2 separate regions of the Zea mays genome follow, and region 2 is linked to region 1. The links are chromatin contacts, called in public Hi-C maps. All regions are on one chromosome and are shown on one strand. The core of a region is the stretch at or near the end of the contact, and the rest is flanking DNA. Distances in the headings are between cores, read along the strand shown. Region 1 holds the start of LOC100193766 (Protein LIKE COV 1). Region 2 holds the start of LOC103635873 (heat stress transcription factor A-4d).

The links. Hi-C and Micro-C count contacts between places; a contact is called where the count stands out from the background.
Region 2: a contact with region 1 is called in a Hi-C map of leaf, with 10 times the contacts expected there. The contact joins the promoter of LOC103635873 here to the promoter of LOC100193766 in region 1. A contact is called at or near these places in 2 of 25 Hi-C or Micro-C datasets (ear and leaf).

The regions. Positions count from the first base shown.
Region 1 is chr8:128,195,294-128,199,707 of Zm-B73-REFERENCE-NAM-5.0, forward strand. LOC100193766 (Protein LIKE COV 1) reads right to left here and starts at 1,737. Exons shown (of 7, transcript NM_001138852.1): 1 at 1,448-1,737; 2 at 561-613. The coding sequence starts at 1,615.
Region 2 is chr8:128,371,213-128,375,626 of Zm-B73-REFERENCE-NAM-5.0, forward strand. It overlaps LOC103635873 (heat stress transcription factor A-4d), which reads left to right and starts at 2,201. Exons shown (of 2, transcript XM_008658255.4): 1 at 2,201-3,717; 2 at 4,141-4,414. The coding sequence starts at 3,496. It also overlaps a transcript of LOC100192108 not described here.

The DNA.
Region 1 (4,414 bases), core at 487-2,986:
TAATCCTACTGTTGGAACATCATGGTGAATTTCCACTAAAATCTAAATTCATGTTCTCATATGGACATTTTGAATGTTTGGGTTGTCACAAAGGAGCTACCAGTCAAGTGGCAACATGTAAATCCTCCACCCCAACCATGAGTTCATGAACCTTATGATATTTCTCAAGATTTAGACAAGTTTATCTTTTACTATTATATATTGAAAGGAATAAAACCAAGAACCAAAGAAACAAGCATCCCACAGTTCCTAGTAACTACTTAATTATATAGCCCCATTGATAATATTGCATCACCAGCCAAGATGAATTCCTGATGGGGAAAGGACAAAGGAGAATGGATGTTGGCATGGCAATCATAAAGCACTGCACCAAGAAATTTGACTTTTTAAGCTACTAAGCCATGGGCCATGGTACATATCCCCAACAACCAGACTATACATGACAAAACCATGGAAACAGAACCTATCATTAACTACAAGGAGGTACACTATTCAGTTCTATAGTTAAACACTAGACGGTAATCAAGAGGCGAGGAAATATTAATTTAGCAACTCTTTACCATCCAGTCATGAACTTCTTTGAAGCCCAACTGCGGACGACCTTATGGAAAGCCTGCATTTCAAGAAAAAAAAATCAACATGAGCTGTTCTAGCTTGAACCCAGAACATGGTTTCTCGGTTTCAGGAAGGCAAGTATCAAATAGGAGAAGCAAAACTGCAAGAGTAGGACGAAAAAAAGTATATCAGATGTTGTCAAGTAATTTTCATTCCAATTTCCAAATTGCAGCTCAGTGTGCTAAGCGCTCTAGGCAGTTTAGAGATTCCATCGAAATTCAAAAGCAAATAAATATTTTAAATGTCATTTTATTCAACTGGTAATATAGGGTTGTGCCACCGCAGAAAAACAAGTGAGTCACAGTCTTCTCAGCTTTCTATTTTTTAGAGGGTGTTAGGTTTCTAGGGACTAATCTTTAGTCCCTTCATTTTATCCATTTTGGTTCCTAAATTGCCAAATACGGAAACTAAAATAGCGTTTTAATTTCTATATTTAACAATTTAAGTACTAAAATTGAACAAAATGAAGGGACTAATATTTAGTCCCTTCATTTTGTTCCATTTTAGTATATAAATTGACAAATATAGAAACTAAAATAAAGTTTTAGTAGATCAAATAAGCTACTACATCGGAGTTATGCACCATCCAGTACTAATATCATTTGCCCACGAGACCCGAATGGGACATTGAAGCATTTCCTACTACATAAACTGCTAGTCGGTTCATGCCGTTCACAAGCATCAGTCAACAAGATGTAGCTGAGTTTAAAACGTCGAAAAGAACATAAATAGTAAACTAACCGAAGAGCAATTGAATAAAAGGAGGGCAAGAGGGGAAAAACTATCAATTGAGTGGGTGGGGGGATGTCAGGGGGCGGGAGCGGGGACGTACCTCGCGGCCGGAGGAGGAGAGCGCCGCGGAGGCGGAGGAGGCCCTGTCAGCGTCCTCGTCATCGACGCCGGGCGCCGAGCCGCCGCCGGAGACCGGGATGAGGAGCTCCCGGTCCCGGTCGCGCCCGCCCATCGGGCTCAGGCTCAGCGGAGACTTGTTGTCTCCCATGGGACTCGTCTGCCGCGGCGGCGGCCAGCCGCTGGTCACCCTTGCCGGTTTGGGTCGTCGCGATCGTTGCTGGGGGAGGGGATGCCGGCTCGGCACGGCCGCGGGGGCAAGAGACTTTTTCTATTTTTGATTTTTTTTTTACCTGATGGACTCTGGAGTGTTTTCAGAGCTTTGCACCTGTGACCTGTCGACTTGGGTCGATGGGATGGAATGGAAGCGTGGGCCCCACATGTACGTACGAGACGAAGTGACAGTTAATGAGGTTGGTACTATCACGGTGATCGCTTGATTAACCACGTAGCCGAGTTTGATTTGATTGCAGCAAAATAAAATTAGATAGAATTTGATATTTACATTACAACAAGACGTTTTTCAAAATTGACTTCAGACATGTATAAAAGCATATGCGAGGGACTCTTTATTTTTTTACACTCTATTTAACTTACTATTTACTTTTCATAAAGATTAAACTCTGTTTATAACATCTCATTCCAACAAACTCTCTAATATACAAATTAGTTTAGCTAATTGGAGTGGCTAGACAAGTTTAACTAGTGATGGAGCTAATTTAAAGAGCTGGATAGCTTAGCGAGTTATATGGCTAGTCTGTTGAGAGTTATTTTAATATTAGATAGCTAAAATTTAGCTTGACAAATCATTTAGCTAGTCTCTTAAATATGCTCTAAAGACTCTCTCAAGTTTGATGATCAGTTTTGTAGAGCTACATTTAATTCTATTTTTATAGAAGTTGGTTAAACAACCTAAGTGATTTTATAAAAAAACAGGAATTCAGGTTATTCCCGTCGGCCAGTAACAGACATAAATTAGCCTTATACCGACGGGGATTACTACTTCTCATCGATATATTGTTAATTCCCGTCGGTTCAGGTGATTCTCGTCGGCTCTAGGGAAGGCGACGGAAATTAGTTAATTTTCGTCGCTCAAGGCTGGCTGGCGTGAATTACTCGAATAATTCTCGTCGGCTAGTTAATTTTCGTTGGCCAAGTCTGGCCCATGAGAATTATTCGAATAATTACCGTCGACCGCCTTTGGTTGATGGGAATTATTCGAGTAATTCCTGTCGGCTATGGTCAAGCCAACGGGAATTAACCTTTCCTGTTGCAAACCAGCACCCAATGAGGCTTTTATTTCTTCACGATATTGTACACAACAACATATATATCATCACAGACAATACATATATTAATATTGGTCACATTACAAACACATCTATTGACATAGTTCACAAAAACTTCACATTACAACCACATAATCAATTCAGACATCACAAACTTCACATCACCAATATAGCTTACATGATCATTTCAAAATAGCAACAACGAGATAAATTAAAGTGTTTAGTTCACGAAAACACATAGAGTGCACGAGTTGAGAAACAAAGTCGACCAAGCACCATACTCAAGGATAACCACCACTTGTATGGTTAGAGCTTTGGTCGCTCCCGCCACTAGGAGGAGGGTACGCGAAGAGGGACTCAACAAATCCAGTTCATGTGGGTTCAGACCCACTCCCACCCGCTTCAGGCGTAACCTATGTGTCGGTGTTTCGAGACCGGGGGGTCCCTCGGGCCGACGAGTGAGTGTCGCCGCGTGCCCCAGCCCAGATGGGTCGAGCGCGAGGGCGAGCGCGAAGGGGGGAGAAGCGAGGCGGCCGGAGACCGGCGTGAGAGAGGTGGGAATCCCGCGGCCTTCGTGTTCGTCCCGCGCCCAGGTCGGGTGCGCTTGCAGTAGGGGGTTACAAGCGTCCACGCGGGAGAGGGAAGCGAGCGGCCCCAAGAGAGCGCCTGTCTCGTCCTCGTCCCCGCGCGGCCAACCCTCTCTAAGAGGGCCCTGGTCCTTCCTTTTATAGGCGTAAGGAGAGGATCCAGGTGTACAATGGGGGGTGTAGCAGAGTGCTACGTGTCTAGCGGGGAAGAGCTAGCGCCCTAAGTACATGCCGATGTGGCAGCCGGAGAGAATTTGGCACCCAGCTGGTGTGATGTCGTGGCCGTCGGAGGAGCGATGGAGCCTGGCGGAGGGACAGCTGTCGGAGAGGTTGGGTCCTTGCTGACGTCCCCTTGCTTCCGTAAGGGGGCTGAGAGCCGCCGTCGTCACAGAGCATGCGGGGCGCCATCATTGCCTATCTGGCGGAGCTAGCCAGATGGGACACCGGTCTTGTTCCCTGCAGCTCGAGTCAGCTCGGGGTAGGGTGATGATGGCGCCTCCTGTTGACGTGGCGAGCCTGTGCCCTAGGTTGGGCGATGTGGAGGCTCCTCCGAGGCTGAGGTCGAGTCTGTCTTCCATGGCCGAGGCCGAGTCCGTGCCCCTGGGTCGGGCGAGGCGGAGGTCGTCGGCGGAGGCTAGGGCGGAGTCCGAGCCCTGGGGTCGGGCGAAGCGGAGTTCGTCGTCTGCTGGGGCTGAGCCCGAGTCCGAGCCCTGGGTCGGGCGGAGCGGAGTTCGCCGTCTTCCGGGGCTTAGCCCGAGTCTGAGCCCTGGGTCGGGCGGAGCGGAGTTCGCCGTCTTCCGGGGCTTAGCCCGAGTCCGAGCCCTAGGTCGGGCGGAGCGGAGTTCGTCGTCTTCCGGGGCTTAGCCCGTGTCCGAGCCCTGGGTCGGGCGGAGCGGAGTTCGTCGTCTTTCGGGGCTTAGCCCGTGTCCGAGCTCTGGGTTGGGCGGAGCGGAGTTTCCTATGGTGCCTTTGGCAGGGCCTGACTGCCTGTCAGTCTCACTCTGTCAGGTGACACTGCAGTCGGAGTGGCGCAGGCGGCGCTGTCCTTCTGTCAGGCCGGTCAGTGGAGCGGCG
Region 2 (4,414 bases), core at 951-3,450, 180 kb after region 1:
GGCCCGCTGCGGGCCGGGCTCGGACAGAGAATCAAGCCCGCGGACTTAGAAGGTCCGGCCCGGTTTCCTAACCGTGCCTGGCAGGCCGGGCCCAAAACGGGCCGGGCTTCACCGGGCTCGGGCCGGGCCGGGCGGCCCGTTTGGCCATCTCTACAAATCGATAGTTCCCTATCGTCATGACTATTTGTAGGAGTACATGCGCCTCAAGCATGTTGCTCGGTATCTGTCTTGAGTGTTACAATTTCATGCTCAAAAGCATCCTCCATGCTGATTGACAAAATTTATGTATGGATAGGATCACAAATAGATTACGAAACCTTTTTTATAACAGTATAATACATATTTGTACATAATTTTCGTGATATTATATGTTTCCGTTGCAACGCACGAGCACTCACCTAGTCATAATATACTTGTATAAAGTTCAATTGGTATGATGCATATTGGTATCAAGATTTCTTTAGTTACATACTTTCTCCATCATGTATTATATAGGTTCTAAGATCAGCCATATCCCTTTTGTTCAACTCCATCTCCGCACGTGATAGTGAGGTTTGAAAACACGGTCCTCGATCGGGGGTTTTTTTTAGTGAAGTGAACTCGGACATTGACTCCGCAAAAGTTGCTTCCAGAATCTTGGGTTTATTTATTTATATCTAGTTCTTGATGAGCAAATGTTTACTGAACAGAAAAATGTTTTGTCTCATCATCTCGTGGCCAACTTCATCCAGCTCGAGAGTCGTACTAGCTAGCTACTTGACAGTGGTAGAGACCCACTCTAATCTACACATGCGTGTGCCGTATAAAAAGTCTCGTGTCTTTTGTATTAAAAAAAAGGGCACCGAGAAGTAAAAGAGAAGAAATAATTTATCCCCTTTTCTTTCGTTCTAGTAACCATTTGCAGCTTCTCCCATGACATCAGATTATTACAGTTACTGCCCATCAGTCGGTCCATCACATGCATGTGTATATTTAGTGTGAGAACTGAGAAGTGAGAACAGCCAGTCTTTGCGTCACGAGTTGAACCATTCCCCAGAGGGGTTCATACGACGCCATGACACTCGCCGCCCTTCTAGATCGATTACCGGTACAAGTCGCAGGTTGGTAGACACGCGGACGCGGCAGGGTAAGCACAAGTTGAACAATCTAGAAGAAGAAACTGGGTACACTAATATATCAGCTCGTGCAGATAGATCAAAAAAAAACCCTGGTAGCCTGGCCTGATCCTGCATGCATGTTGCATGCCCATGCCACCACACCACAAGTCCATGCTCATCTAGTCTAGAAGAAGCAATGATAGGAACCCCCAGAAACATTCAGCAACAACCTGACGCCGAGGTCAACCCCGCCCCTTGCATGCCCCCCTTCCGCGCGGTGACACCATAGCTGACGTCCAGCTAGCGGCTCGCTCCGTCGCACAGGATTATTATTGCCGTGCTTCTCAGGCCTCAGTTCGCTGACGTCCAGCTAGCAAAAAAAAAATGATGGCTATTACATAACCTGTGTATATTTAGTAATAAACTTAAAACCTTGCGCTAATCTGCTCAGGCGTGTGTGGCAAATATGTTGAAATCTGATCTCTTTTCTTTTTTCTCTTCGTTACCGATCAAAAGGGAGCAAGGCAAGAGGAACTTGATTGCTTCCTCAATTCACATGCACATGCACTTGATGGGAACGTAGCAGCACCTATAGGCACGAGGCCCGCGAGCCCGGCACGAAGCCCGCTTTTGGGGCTCGGTCCGAGCCCGGCACGGCCCGGTTATATGCGGGCCCGGGTCGGCCCGGCACGAATAAGCGGGCCGGGCTCGGACAGGAAATTAGACACGGTAGGCTAGCCCGGCACGGTCCGTTTAGCTCTAAGCCCGTTAAGCCCGCTTTTTTTACACTAAAATGTGTTTTTCGGTCCGCATAGCCCGCTTTCCGGCCCGCTTTTTTTGTGCTGGCCCGACCCATTTAGGCCCGTTGCGGACCGGACTCGGACAAGAAATTGAGCCCGCGTGCTTAGCCGGTCCGACCCGGTTTTTTAATCGTGCCTAGCGGGCCGGGCTTCACCGGGCCCAGGCCGGACCGGGCCGGGCGGCCCGTTTGGACATCTCTAGCAGCACCACAAACCTCACAACTTGATCTGTGGCAAGAACAACAACGACATGCAAATGACCAAATACTACCGACTGGTATTCAATGACCCAAATTAACCTTGCCTCTCGGTATCAGCATGGAAATTGACTCTTGATCTGAGACTGCGTGACACACTTGCAGATCGATTAAAACACTAGACTTTTTTTCCTTCAGTTCGTTCATTCTTGGGGACAAAGTTAAGGAAGAAAAGGTGGCACACACACACACACGCAGCGCCCGCGGCGCGGACATAGTTCAAGCCTGCCGTCGCCGTCGTGTCGGCGCGTGGTTCTTCTGCCCAACGAATCTGCTCGTGCGTGCGCTAGCATCCACTCGCCTGGCGATCCGCGGCCCTCTTTTTCCACGGCGCGCGGGCGGGCACCGGCGCACCGCTGAAAATTCTCGGCAGGAATGGTCGCCCGCCGAGACCGTTCACATCCTGCCCGCGACGACCCGACGGGCGATGGAAAGGCGTCTCGCTCGACCCTCCAACCGGCCGCGCGGGGTGCCGCAGGGGCAGGGCGAGGGGCGTTGGGAAGATTCCTGGCTCCTGGAGGTGACCGACGTCACTGGAGAGCAACGGTCGCCAGCTTAGGGAAGGGAAGTGTCGGAGCAGCAGCACATGCGAGTATGTGACGGGACGCGCACAGAGGTCGGGACGTCTCGGCCCCAAAACTGGCCTGCTGCTGCTGTTGTTCCAGTCACCCAGACGACCGACAGCTATCGAACGCTGGCGGCTGGCTCGCTTGCCCTGCTGACCGGCAGCACCGAGCCTTTGCCCGTGCGCGCTGGGCGGCGAACTTTGACGGCCCGCCGCCGGGACCCGTTTCCGCGCGCCTTCTTCTAGAAGCGACCTGGGTCCCGGTCCGCCAACGCATTGGCCAGTCAAACCTCAGACGCCCCCATGCAACGACCAGCCGCCAGCCGATGTATACCCAGCCCAGGATGCGGGCGCCAGCGAGCCAGCGCGAGCTGCTCAGCCCAGTCACCGTCCGCGTCGTCGTCCGAGTCCCGGTGGCCCGCCGCGCACCCGGACACACGACACGACACGACGCGCGACCCGACCCCCTTTATAAAACCGCCGCGCGACGCCACTCCCCCTCGTTTTCTCCTCTGCCCCTTGGGCTGCCTCGGCTCGCTCATCTGCCGCGCCCGAGCTGACGCCAACGCGAGGAGCAAAAATCCTAGCAACCGCTCAGGTTTCTTCCCCTTCAGTAGCCGTAGCCCTTGCTTTCGTCGTCCTTGCGGCAGCTTGGCGAGAATTTTTCTCGCTGCGGTTGAGTGCGAGCCATTCCGGTGGGTAAGACAGAGTTGGGGGAGCGTCGGTTAGTTAATTCTTCGCCCATCATCAGTCGGAGGAGAGACAGGAGGAGGTGCATGGCCGGCATGGAGGGTTCCAATTCCAGCTCGCAGCCGCCGCCGTTCCTCATCAAGACCTACGAGATGGTGGAGGACCCGGCGACCAACCACGTCGTGTCGTGGGGCCCCGGCGGCGCAAGCTTCGTGGTGTGGAACCCGCCGGACTTCTCACGGGACCTGCTGCCCAAGTACTTCAAGCACAACAACTTCTCCAGCTTCATCAGGCAGCTCAACACATACGTGAGTGCCTCTAAATCTCCCTCTCTCAATCTCTCTCTCTGTGTGCGTGTGACATGTTGCTGTTGCGCGTCTATTTCTTGCCATTTCCTGTCTGCTATCTTCCTCAAGACGATGTGCCTTTTTCCTCGGCATTTTTCGCATGTTCAGTTGGCACCAGCGCACCTGATCGTGGAGTCGTCTATTCATGAAGAGAGACGTATTTGTCTCATAACCCAAATAGCAACAGGAGCATTACGGGCATTCAATTCAAAGTTGGTTCTTGATTTTTTTTGCACGGGATTCTGTGTGCTCTCTGCTCTGTTCCTATTCTGTATAGTAGGAAGCCCATGTTTTAAAAGTGGCGGCTGTTTTTAACAGCTGGTCCTCACTCCTCATGTCTGTCCTCACTTTCCGCCTGCTGCTAACTTGGTTCTTCACTTCCAGGGTTTCCGAAAGATCGATCCCGAGAGATGGGAGTTCGCCAACGACGACTTCGTTAGGGGGCACACGCACCTCCTGAAGAACATCCACCGGCGCAAGCCGGTGCACAGCCACTCGCCGCAGACCCAGGTGAACGGCCCACTGGCGGAGTCGGAGAGGCGCGAGCTCGAGGACGAGATCAGCAGGCTCAAGTACGAGAAGAGCCTGCTCCTGACGGACCTCCAGAGGCAGAGCCAGCAGCGGTGCGGGATCAGCTGGCAGATGCAGTCGCTGGAAC